Linked DNA regions of Zea mays: region 2 is linked to region 1. The links are chromatin contacts, called in public Hi-C maps. All regions are on one chromosome and are shown on one strand. The core of a region is the stretch at or near the end of the contact, and the rest is flanking DNA. Distances in the headings are between cores, read along the strand shown. Region 1 holds the start of LOC100281764 (amino acid permease). Region 2 holds the start of LOC103641662 (protein disulfide isomerase-like 1-2).

Region 1 (6,051 bases), core at 1,436-3,935:
TAAAAAATGTTTGAGAAAGAACCAAACACAACTTGTGCGATGATCATATATCATTTGTTTAAAATTGTTAGCAACCAGTTTTATAAATGAAATTAGGTGCTGGTATCCTGTTTTAGGGGAACGCAAATGTCGCTTGATTTATGCTCCAGTTTAACTTGAGTAGCAGCGTCCATGAGGAGCTTCAATTTAACTTGAGTAGCAGCGTCCATGAGGTGTAGGTATCCTGTTTTGGGGGAACGCATCTGTTTTTGCTTTCAATTTCCTGCATTAGATCTCAATGTTAGAGAGATATGAATTGTCTGTTAAATATGTGTTAAATTAGCTTGATAAAAGAAGTGTATATCATAAGTTGACAAAAAATCATGCTTCTTTTGATTTCTAAATACAATAGATGCTATCATAGAAGAAATCCAAAACTAAATTGATAGCGACACATAGGACTATATTCTTGAATTTCTTGATCTCTGTTGGATGCCTCCGGACGAGCCTGGGGAGCGCGCCGTTCGCGACTTCAGCTTCCACGACATGGTCATTGAGATGCCACGCCACGACGTGCGCCTCTGGGACTTGGATGGCGAGGGGTCCGCGACGTGCAGCTTGCCTACGCGGAGCGTGTGCGGCAACTCAGGGAGCACCTTGCGGTGAAGTATGTTCAGGTAGAGCCGTAGAGGGGCTTTTAACGTGTGTGCATCCCATTTCTGCTTAGTTTGTCTTTATCATACGACTGAGACATATAGTAAACACAAATATGTTCATTTTCCAGATTGACTTGCTTCTACTATCCGATTGTTTGTGGATAACTTTTTTATGCTGATTTTATTATTATGTAGGTGGTCTCAGATGTGAAATGTGATGATCTAAATGGGGAGGAGAAGATGCATCAACATGAGATGGTGAGGGATATGGAAGCACAATAATTATCATGATTCCTGAGGCTAGCATAAAATTATTTATGCTTCCTTTAATGTTGTAAATAGTCTAATTCTTCTTATAAATCTTTTTTTTGCAGCCAAATACTGAAAACGATGATGGTGTCATGGCATTGTTACCTTCTATTGTTGCATGTTCCCTCCCATGCTTGGAGGTCCTAATCGAGGTCTGTAGTCTAATATGATAAGTAAAACACATGTATTCCCTCTGCTATATCTTCTTACTTCACGGTCATTTTCTACTAAGACCTTTGGCTCTTGGCACACAAGTCAAACTCATCACTGATATCTTGCATGATTTATTTGATTTCAATTTTGAAATTGTCCTCTGCACCCACAAAGATACATCCATTTCTATGATTCCATATCCACCATGCTACCAAATGATCAACAAATTAAATCCTCTATGATATTGTTGAGACCTTGGTTCCCCTTTCATACACGAGTTAGACACACACTTCTTGTATTTTTTAAGTTTACAGATGCTATGTAGCCTTTCGAACATTTATTATGAAACTATGTTCATGATTTGTTGTGTGATCACAAACAACTCTGGGAGTTAGGGCCTACGCCACTGCAGAGAGCTCCGGGAGGGAGGTTGCTGGTCAACGGCAGTCACGCGGCCGCCTCCATGGCATGGAAGCTTGAGGGGTCATATCCATGAGGGAGAGCGGAGGAGATCCGCCGAGTCCATTCTATAGAGTCCAGACTCCAGACCAGGATAGAGCAAGGCTGAGGCGTCCAGTTTCATCAATTCATCACGTCAGTTACCAGGCGCACGCCACATGGCTGATTACCAAGGCGAGCCTTTCCTGTCCTCTTCTCACCTTTCTTGATGTAATGTCCAGCTCCCGAACGGAAACACCATTGAAAATGTGTTCCTTGTTTGTGCGTAATTCAAAATTTACTGTTAGCCATTGTTCCTGAACAACCCTTGATTTTATTTCTTGAATGTGCACCTGATTCATCTAATGAAATCATGGAACCACATGTTGTGCTACTATTTTGGTTAAGAGCTACAATGATCTTAAGGCGGTTGTTTTGTATGTTGTCTCTTAATTTTGTCTATTTTATATATTTTATTTTGCATATGTATTGTTTTTTGCTGATTACAAAATGAAAAATGACTAATACCAACCATTAATAATTTGGGACTCACTAAGCAAAGCTAAAGATAAGTGTTTGAATAACTATCCATCTACCTATGTGATATATAAAGGCCACAACAACGCGGCATCTATGTAATCGTTGTGTACTAAAATTTATCGAATAACTTGTACGACGTAGCAACGCACGGGCACATACCTAGTTATAAAATAATTATAGAGAGAGAGAAAGAAAGAAAGAAAGAAAGAAAGAAAGATGCGTTCGTGGACCTTTCAAAGGCTGTTCTTGGACGTTTGTGTAGGTGCAGGAAGGACCTGACGGCGACGCGCGCGTACTTGCTGCATGCACGAGAGGGGGAAAAGATTGGTCTCACCAAGTCAGTCAACGTCCGCCCGTCCCGTCCCGTTTGAACGCGATGGCAAGTGTGGACGCCATGCAGATGCAGTGCAGCAAGCAACGTGGGGCTAACCTCTCCGTGGAAAACAAACAGATCAAGATTCATGGTGTGGTGGCTTGGACAGGTGCGCATATCATTTCTTGCTTTGCTTGAGAGTCCCAGCAAAGCTGCCTGTCTCGGAGTCGGAGGAGAGAGAGAGAATCCCGTTAGTCAACCCAGCGGATACGCGCAGCACACGCAGAGAAAAAACACATATAAATTCCACACCGCTCGCTGCCGTGCCCGCACCTGTGCTGTGCATAACGAACGCCAGCAAACAAACAGCGCCGCAACCCACCCTATAGCGCAGGAGGAGAGGAGCCCCTCCTCCCGTTCCCATAAATCCCATTCGCACGGCGAGGCGAGACGAGGCGAGGGCAACTGGGCCTGGGCTGCCGGCAGAGCTTGGACCGCTCGCCATGGCCGGCGGCGGGGAGAGGGAGGGCGCGCAGGCGATGGACTCCGGCGAGAAGCGCCTCAACGAGCTCGGCTACAAGCAGGAGCTCCGCAGGGAGATGGTACTACTTCCTTCCGGTTCCTATCTATACGCCATTTCCTGCCTCCTCCCTCCTTCTCTCTTCTCGTGTTCTTCGTACTAGTTCCTAGCATGTGTTCGTTTCTGGACATCTCGGACTCGGAGTCTCGGAGCCAGGTGCGCGGTGCGGCGACCAGGTTTCAATAGACCTACCTGCTCACTACGACGGACGGAGAACCGCCGCGTAGTACAAGCCTGTTCTTACCTCTCTCTCTCTCTCTCTCTCTCTCTCTCTCTCTCTCTCTCTCTCTCTCTCTCTCTCTCTCTCTCTCTCTTCTCGGTTCTCGAGATCTTGATGCACGTAACGTAACATACGCAAACCCGTGTGTGCCTGGCTGCACTGCAGACGCTGTTCAAGACGCTGGCCATCTCCTTCTCCACGATGACGCTCTTCACGGGGATCACGCCGCTGTACGGGAGCAGCCTGCAGTACGCGGGGCCGGCGCCGCTCGTCTGGGGCTGGGTCGTCGTCTCCTTCTTCACCTGCTTCGTCGGCGTCGCCATGGCCGAGATCTGCTCCTCCTTCCCGGTACGCCCCCGCACTACTCTATAGTCTCTCCGCGTTTTTTTTTTACCCTTTACTTTGGCTCCTGGTTCTGGTTGGTTGCGCCGGTCGTGCGACCTGCCAGCTTCCCATTTCAATGGCCATCACTTGCGTGCGTGTTTTTTTATTTACTGTTGCCATGTTAAGCAAGGGTACCTGTTTATAATTCCGTACCTAACCTATCTTCTGTGACCCTGTCCATTGCTCTGCATGCATACTGAACCATTGTTTTTTTTCTTCCATTGAAACATGTCTGCTTACTGATCCCAAAAGAACACCGATAAATGTCACACTCCATCCTAGATTAAGTTGCGATATCAAGTTTTACTGCCATGACTTTTCAACGACATTGTTCTGATATACGTACTTGTCTTCCTTCATCCTTCTTCTGAGAAAGGCTTGTTGGTTTCTGGCCACATATGTGCGTACTGACACAGTTTTTTCTTCTTTCTTTTTGAGAGCAGACCACTGGTTCTCTGTATTTCTGGGCTGCACATTTGGCAGGTCCAGTCTGGGGTCCGTTGGCGTCTTGGTGCTGCGCTTGGCTGGAGGCCATCGGCCTCATTGCCGGGATTGGCACACAGGTACCCTCTGTTTGTTTATCACTACTAATCTCGCCACACGCTGTAACTAAACCGTCTATAATAGGCCGCACTGCCGCAGTCAGTGCATTGGCCTTCCTCCGTTCTGAATTCCATCTGTTCTTCACACGGGCAAAATGGAAATTGCTAGCTGTCCGTTTCATTACTCTCTCTCTCTCTCTCTCTCTAGCTGGATTTCCTGCAGCAATCTTCTTCATCTGCTCGACTGCTCTTGTGTGCAATTTCCATCTAATCTCTAAGCTGAAACAATGGAAACTAATAGCTGCCGATTTCACTGCTCATACATAGATAATAAACCATACACGCTGTCCATACAACTCACCATATCCTGCTTGATCAGGTCTTTCAAAAATTTCAACTTGATCATCCTAGCAATGTAAACTTACCTGTGCACTTCAGTACAGTACTCACATGAAGTTAAGCCAATCATATAACCTACCCATGCCCAGCTCATCTTGCCTGCCTCTGTGTCGCAATTCCAGGCATACGCAGGATCCCAGGTACTGCAGAGCATCATCCTGCTCTGCACCGGCACCAACATGGGCGGTGGCTACCTGGCCCCTCGCTGGCTGTTCCTGGTCATGTACATCGGGCTGACACTGATCTGGGCCGTGCTCAACACTTTCGCGCTCGAAGTCATCGCGTTCCTCGACGTGATCTCCATGTGGTGGCAGGTAGGTAACCGCTGCCGCATCTGGATTCTGGAGAACCATTCCTCCCGTGGCGGTGGCGCGCCGTGCTCCTGTTCGTTGCCTAGCTTTCGGCTTCAGCGGCTGTTCGGTGCTTGCTTGCAGGTGATCGGTGGCACCGTCATTGTGGTGATGCTCCCGCTGGTGGCCAAGACGACGCAGCCGGCGTCGTACGTGTTCACCCACTTCCAGACGGCGCCCGACGTGACGGGGATCGGCAGCAGCGCCTACGCCGTCGTCCTGTCCTTCCTGGTCAGCCAGTACTCGCTGTACGGGTACGACGCGGCGGCGCACCTGACGGAGGAGACCAAAGGCGCCGACAAGAACGGACCCATCGCCATCCTCTCCAGCATCGGCATCATCTCCGTGTTCGGCTGGGCGTACATCCTGGCCCTCACCTTCAGCATCCAGGTACTTTGGTGGTGACTGGTGAGGCTGCTGTGCTGATTTCTCCTCTCAAATGTCAAAACATGTCCTTTCTTTCTTTACCTGCGCAGGACTTCAGCTACCTGTACAACCCGAACAACGAGACCGCCGGCACGTTCGTGCCGGCGCAGATCCTGTACGACGCGTTCCACGGGCGGTACAACAGCTCGGCCGGCGCCATCGTGCTGCTGTTCGTCATCTGGGGCTCCTTCTTCTTCGGCGGGCTGTCCATCACGACGAGCGCGGCGCGGGTGGTGTACGCGCTGTCGCGGGACCAGGGCGTCCCGCTGTCGTCGGTGTGGCGCCGTATCCACCCGCGGCACAAGGTGCCGGCGAACGCGGTGTGGCTGTGCGCGGCGGTGTGCACGCTGCTGGGCCTGCCCATCCTGCGCATCAACGTGGTGTTCACGGCCATCACCTCCATCGCCACCATCGGCTGGGTGGGCGGCTACGCGGTGCCCATCTTCGCGCGCATGGTGATGCGGGAGGACGACTTCCGGCCGGGCCCCTTCTACCTCGGCCGCGCCAGCAGGCCCGTCTGCCTCGTCGCCTTCCTCTGGATCTGCTACACCTGCTCCGTCTTCCTGCTCCCCACCGTCTACCCCATCAAGATGGACACCTTCAACTACGCGCCCATCGCGCTCGGCGTCTGCCTCGGCCTCATCATGCTCTGGTGGCTGCTCGACGCGCGCAAGTGGTTCAAAGGCCCCGTCAGGAACATCGACGACCACAACAACGGCAAGGTCTGAACACCTACGCACGTCAAGCCAAGGCCTCAATCGA
Region 2 (6,051 bases), core at 1,243-3,742, 180 kb after region 1:
CAGTTTGGGCAGGCCTGAACCCAAACCCCTCTTTTCTTTGTTTGGGCTCTGATTCTTGTTGCGCCAAATATTTTCCTCATCATCTTGACATTAGGAACTTAGTAGTGAAGTCCAATAATCTTGTCGGCACATTTTTTATGTCAACACTCCCCCTTCTCCTCTCCTGGGTAAGAAGACCCTTCCGGTCAGCCAACTTGCTTTTGGCTTGTCCTGTAAGTACTGTGGATGTACTAAGTACTAACCTCGCAAATATGATATCAAGCAAGCTTTCAACACCTACTTCTGAAGTCATCTGACTTTCTACTTCTATCCACAGGCTTCAGGGCAGTAATTCATCAAGTCATCATCAATTCCATCTATACTCGTTCTGCACATCTCCATCTGAATTATTCTTAAAGTACTGTGTATCTCATTCCTGCATGGATGTCGATTATCTCGTGCCAGAAACACATTCATTTTACTTCCTATCTCAATCCAACTACAACCGGGTTGCTTACTGACACCCCTGTCCTTCATGGATCTCCTAACTCTAAAAACATCTGCCCATTTCCCCATCTCAGCGTACATATTCGAGAGAAGGACATAGGGTCCAGAGTTCTCAGGATCAAGCTCAAACAATCTTCCAGCTGTCCGTTCCCCCAACTCAACATTCTTATGCAGCCTGCAAGCACCTAGCAGAGAAGCCCAGAGCACAGAGTCAGGTTCCGTTGGCATGTCCTTTATGAGCTCCTCAGCTTCTTTGAGATGACCGGCACGACCAAGCAAGTCAACCATGCATGTGTAATGATCTCGAGATGGCGTAATCCCATGATCCTCAGTCATGAAATGGAAGTGTCTCCGGCCCTCATCCACCAATCCAGAATGGCCACAGGCTGACAAGACCCCTATCATGGTGACAGAGTCTGGGTTCTCATTGCTGCACAACATTCTCTCAAAAAGATGCAATGCATCTTTTGCACGGCCATTCTGTGCATAACCAACAATCATTGCATTCCACGACACGTTATCTCTGGCTGCCATTCTCTCAAACACCTTAGCACCATCATCGATGGATCCTGTTTTCAGGTACATGTCTACGAGGGAGTTCCCAACAAACACATCAGACTCTGGCCCAAAGTCAAAGCGAAAACCTTCCTTGAGGACATGCACATGAGCTTGCTGACCAAGTTGAAGGACAGCAATATTCCCACATGCATTCAGAACATTTCCATACGTGTAATGTGTCGGCCAAATGGAGTCTCTTTTCAGCTGGACAAAGAGCCTAATTGCTTCTTCCTCCTCACCATTCTGGGCATATGCTGCAATGAGCACATTCCAAGCAATGACATTCTTCTCAACCATCTGCGAGAACACCACCTGAGCATCTTCCACATTTGCAGACTTCGCATACCCGGCGAGTATGGATGTTTCCGAGACAACACTCCTGGAAGGCATGGAATCAAAGATACACCTTGCTTCCCACGTCCTCCCACACTTCGCATACATGTCCACCAGAGCATTGTTGAGCACCATGTCATCCCTAAGTCTGTCGCGCTTCACCATATGAGCATGGACCTGCCGTCCTTCCCTCTCCGCAGCAAGCCCTGCACATGCACTCATGACACTTGAGAGTGTCACCTCATCCGGAAAGAAACCAGTAGCCATCATCTCCACGAACAGCACGAGCGCCTCGCCCACGGGACCGTTCTGCTCGTAGCAAGTGATCAGGCTGTTCCAGGAAACGACATTCCGCTCGGGCATTGCGTCGAACACCCTGCGCGCATCCACCGGGCGCTCGCACTTGGCGTACATGTCCACGAGCGCGGTCCCGATGTGCACGTCGTCCGCGTGCGGCGACCGGGCGACGAGGCCGTGAACCTGCTCCCCGGTCCTCAAGTCCTTCTCAGCGGCGCACGCGCTCAGGGCGCTGGCGAAGGAGTAGGCATTGAGCACGAAGTCGTCGGCGTGCATCGCGGCCAGGAACCGGAGCGCGTCCCCGGCGTGCCCGCGCCCGTGCCGCGCGAGCGCCGCGACGACCGCGTTGTATGAGCACTGGTCGGGGTCTGGGATGGCCTCGAAGAGAGCCCGCGCCTCGTCGGGGCGGCCCAGGCGCGCGTACGCGGAGAGGAGCGCGTTGTACGAGAAGGTGTTGCGGAGGGGGATGCCGTCGAACACCCTGCGGGCTTCGCGGAGTCGGCCGAGCCGCGCGTACGTGGACACGAGCGTGTTAAGGAGGAAGGTCTCGCCGGCTACGGGAGACTTTAGAACGCACCCGTGCGCAGCTCGGGCGCCGGGGAGGCTCGGCGCGGAGCGCAGGAGGTCCGCCAGCGGCGACGACGCGCGGAGGTGCGCGACGAGTTCTTGGCCACGGTGATGGTGCAGGTGCCGCGCCATGCCACTGAGACGCACGCAGTCAGGTCAGCAGTTCCAAGATCCACAATTGGACGGATCTCCTGGAATAATCAACAGCCAGGATCAGTTGCTGTCTCGAGAGAAACTGAACTGAAGAAGATCAACATTCTGCGTCTGCGTCGTCGCACGATGAGGGACGAACATGCGTGAGTCGGAGCCAGATCTTGCGAGGGACACATACCTTTCCCAATCAACATCCTCAGAGATGTTAAAATTAACATTTAAATTAGTGTTCAGGTTCGAAATGAGTTTAAAGCATCACGTTTTCTCACTTGCTGGTGCATTTTTCAAGGATTGGATCGAGAATGCTCCTTGCCATCAGGCATCAGCGGTCACCGCGAACTACACGCCTCGGACTCCTTCAGGCTGCAGATTGCCATTCCACGACATGGAACGCCACTGCACCTCGCCGTTTACGTGCTACTCACCGCGTGCTGCGTCGCCGGAGTACAAGCCCTTGACTCCCTTTAGCCGTCCCCGGCGCGCTTCTCCTTCTTGGCCGGAGTACACCCTGACGCCATTGTCGCAGCGACATAAATCACCAGATTACACCCCAGGCCCAGGATACAAGCCTGCCATGACGCCGTCGCAGCGATCAAGATCTCAAGATTACACGCCGGCCACCGTGAACTACACGCCCTGGGCTCCTTCAGGCTGCAGATTGCCAGACTACTTCCACGACATGGAGCACCACTGCGCCTCGCCGTCTACGTGCTACTCACAGCGTGCCGCGTCGCCGGAGTACAAACCTGTGACTCCCGTCAGCCGTCCCCGGTGCGCTTCTTCGCCCGAGTACATCCCGAGCTCGCCTGTGGTGTCAAATGCCGTCTCACGCACGTCTCCGCCGAGCCGCCACCGCTACCACCCTTACCAGAGGAGCAAGACTAGCTGCTGCCAGCGTCGCCGTTCCTCCTCCCAGCATGGAAACTAAACGCATCGGTATCGGTAGTTTGTAGGAGTAGTTTGTAACAGAGGACAGCCTCGGTTGAGACAGATCAACCTGTTGCCTTAGTTCTATCCTATGTATGCACGATTAATCGAGTATTTTGCCTTATGTTTAAGATCAGTAGAATAGCACGCCTGTCAAATGTTTGTGGTAGGAGATGTTCTCCCTGCTGTGGTATAAGAATATATAAAGATCTGGCACTGTTCTCTTGCCCGTTGCTTCTTCACCTCTGAGTTTCGATTGTTCGGTTAACTGAACTTTATTGAAACCACGCCATTCGTTTCGTTCTCTAAGAAAGTTTAGAAGGCCCCCTTTGGGTTGTAGGAAAGTTTCCTATTTCCTGTGAAACAAATTGATTTTTTTGTGAAATTTCTTCGTTTCAATGGAGGCCTAAGATCTGACAGAACCGTTGTCTGAAACTGTAACACTCAGACGGAACAAAAGCTTGAATCGACAGAGTCCAATAAATCAGGCAGAAGCTGGAGCTCCTTGCCCTTTCTGATCACTTTTTTTTTTTTGCTGTTTGGTCTGAAGTTGTAGTGCACGTCGCTTCTGCACCTCTGAAATGTGATTGCGACGTTTTCATTCTTCTGAAATCGTAGGATTAGGAAGAGTCTTCGTCTGAAACTGTAACGATGGAGAGCAACAACAAAAGCCTGAACTGAGAGCCCGATAAATCAGGCCAAAACTGTGGCTCGAGCTTTGGATCCCACAGTGTCATGCTATCTGCACTAGAAACGAATGAATTAAGCTTGTTTTTAATGCTAACACGAAGTGGGGATAACTCAGTTGGGAGAGCGTTAGATTGAAGATCTGAAGGTTGCGTGTTTGATCCACGCTCACCACATTCTTTTTTGAATCTTTTGAATAGACCCTAAACCTGCAATGTTTTAGTTTGTCGGTCATTTTGAATCTTTTGAAAATACAAACTTGATACTTCTCTGTACACTTAAAGAACAGATAAAGTCGAAAGATATGTTATATATATTTTTAATTAATTTGGCCCTTATTTCACAAACGGGTTGTCGGCGTTTCGACCCCGGGGGTCCCTGGACCGACGAGTAAAATTGTCGCTGCGTGTCCCAGCCCAGATGGGTTGGCGCGAGATGGAACACAAGGGGGGAGAACCGCGGCTCGTGTTATCCTGCGCCCAGGACGGATGCGCTTGCAGGAGGGGTTACAAGCGTTCGCGAGGGAGAGAGAGAGAGTGTGCGAGCCTGTTCGTCGGCCCGTTCTCCCGCGCGACCACCCTCCCGTATAAGGGCCCTGGACCTTCCTTTTATAGATGCAAGGAGAGGGTCCAGGTGTACAATAGGGGTGTAGCTATATGCTAACGTGTCCGGCAGAGAGGAGCCAGAGCCCTATGTACATGCCAACGTGGCTGTAGGAGAGGTGCTAGAGCCCTGTGCACGCGATATCGTGGCCGTCGGAGGAGCGCTTGAGCCCTGTAGAAGCACAGCTGTCGGGGCTGCCGGGACCTTGCTGACGTCTCCTTGCTTCCATAGGGGGCTGAGAACCGCCGTCGTCATGGACGCACGCGGGGTGCCATCATTACTTGTTTACCAGGGCGAGCCAGATGGGACGCCGGTCTTGTTCCCCGTAGCCTGAGCTAGCTAGGGGTAGGGCAATGATGTACCCCCTGTGGCGTGGTCGGTCCGAACCCAAGGTCGGGCGAGGCGGAGACTCCTCCTGAGGCCGAGGCCGGGGTTGGGCGAGGACGCGATTCCTTCTGAGATCGAGGTTGAGGCCGAGCCCTGGGGTCGGGCGAGGCGGAGACCATCCTCCGAGGCCGAGGTTGAGGCCGAGCCCTGGGGTCGGGCGAGGCGGAGACCGCCTTCCGAGGTCGAGGTTGAGGCCGAGCCCTGGGGTCGGGCCAGGCGAAGACCGCCTTCCGAGGTCGAGGTTGAGGCCGAGCCCTGGGGTCGGGCGAGGCAGAGACCACCTTCCGAGGCCGAGGCGAGGGCCGAGCCCTGAGGTCGGGCGAGGTGGAGCTTCCTGTTGCGCCTGAGGCTGGACTTAGCTGTTGTCAGCCTCACCCTGGCGGGTGGCACAGCAGTCGGAGCGGGGCAGGCGACGCTGTTTTCCTATCAGGTCGGTCAGTGGAAGGGCGAAGTGACTGCGGTCCCTTCGGCCCTGCCAACTGAGGAACGTGCGTCAGGATAAGGTGTCAGGCGATCCTCGTATTGAATGCTCCTGCGATACGGTCGGTTGGCGAGACAATCTGGCCAAGGTTGCTTCACTGCGAAGCCTGCCCAAGCTGGGCCTCGGACGAGTCGAGGGTGCGCCCGTTGCTTGAGGAGGCCCTCGGGCGAGGCGTGAATTCGCCTGGGACTACTGTTCCTGCCCGAGGCTGGGCTCGGGCGAGGCGAGATCGCGTCCCTCGAGTGGACGAAGCCTTGACTTGAATCATGCCCATCAGTCTCTGCAGCTTGTGCTGATGGTGATTACCAGCCGAGTTTAGTAGTGTTGGGGGTACCCCTAATTATGGTACCCGACAGTAGCCCCTGAGCCTCAAAGGGAGTGTTGGTACTCGCTTGGAGGCTTTGTCGCACTTTTTTGCAAGGGGACCTGCCTTTCTCATTTACATTTTGTTCCGGTGGGTGCGCGCGAGCGCACCCGCCGGGTGTAGCCCCTAAGGCCTCGGAGGAGTGGTTTGACTCCTCTAAGGTCTTAATGCCTTTCGTGATGCCTCGGTCGGTCTGGTTGTTCCCTCA

What was found. Hi-C and Micro-C count contacts between places; a contact is called where the count stands out from the background.
Region 2: a contact with region 1 is called in a Hi-C map of tassel, with 2.9 times the contacts expected there. The contact joins the promoter of LOC103641662 here to the promoter of LOC100281764 in region 1. A contact is called at or near these places in 2 of 25 Hi-C or Micro-C datasets (ear and tassel).

Annotation. Positions count from the first base shown.
Region 1 is chr10:120,236,113-120,242,163 of Zm-B73-REFERENCE-NAM-5.0, forward strand. It overlaps LOC100281764 (amino acid permease), which reads left to right and starts at 2,686. Exons shown (of 6, transcript NM_001154684.2): 1 at 2,686-2,990; 2 at 3,354-3,536; 3 at 4,016-4,135; 4 at 4,636-4,827; 5 at 4,948-5,253; 6 at 5,340-6,051. The coding sequence starts at 2,892. The coding sequence ends at 6,017.
Region 2 is chr10:120,414,953-120,421,003 of Zm-B73-REFERENCE-NAM-5.0, forward strand. LOC103641662 (protein disulfide isomerase-like 1-2) reads right to left here and starts at 2,493. Exons shown (of 11, transcript XM_020545945.3): 1 at 1-2,493.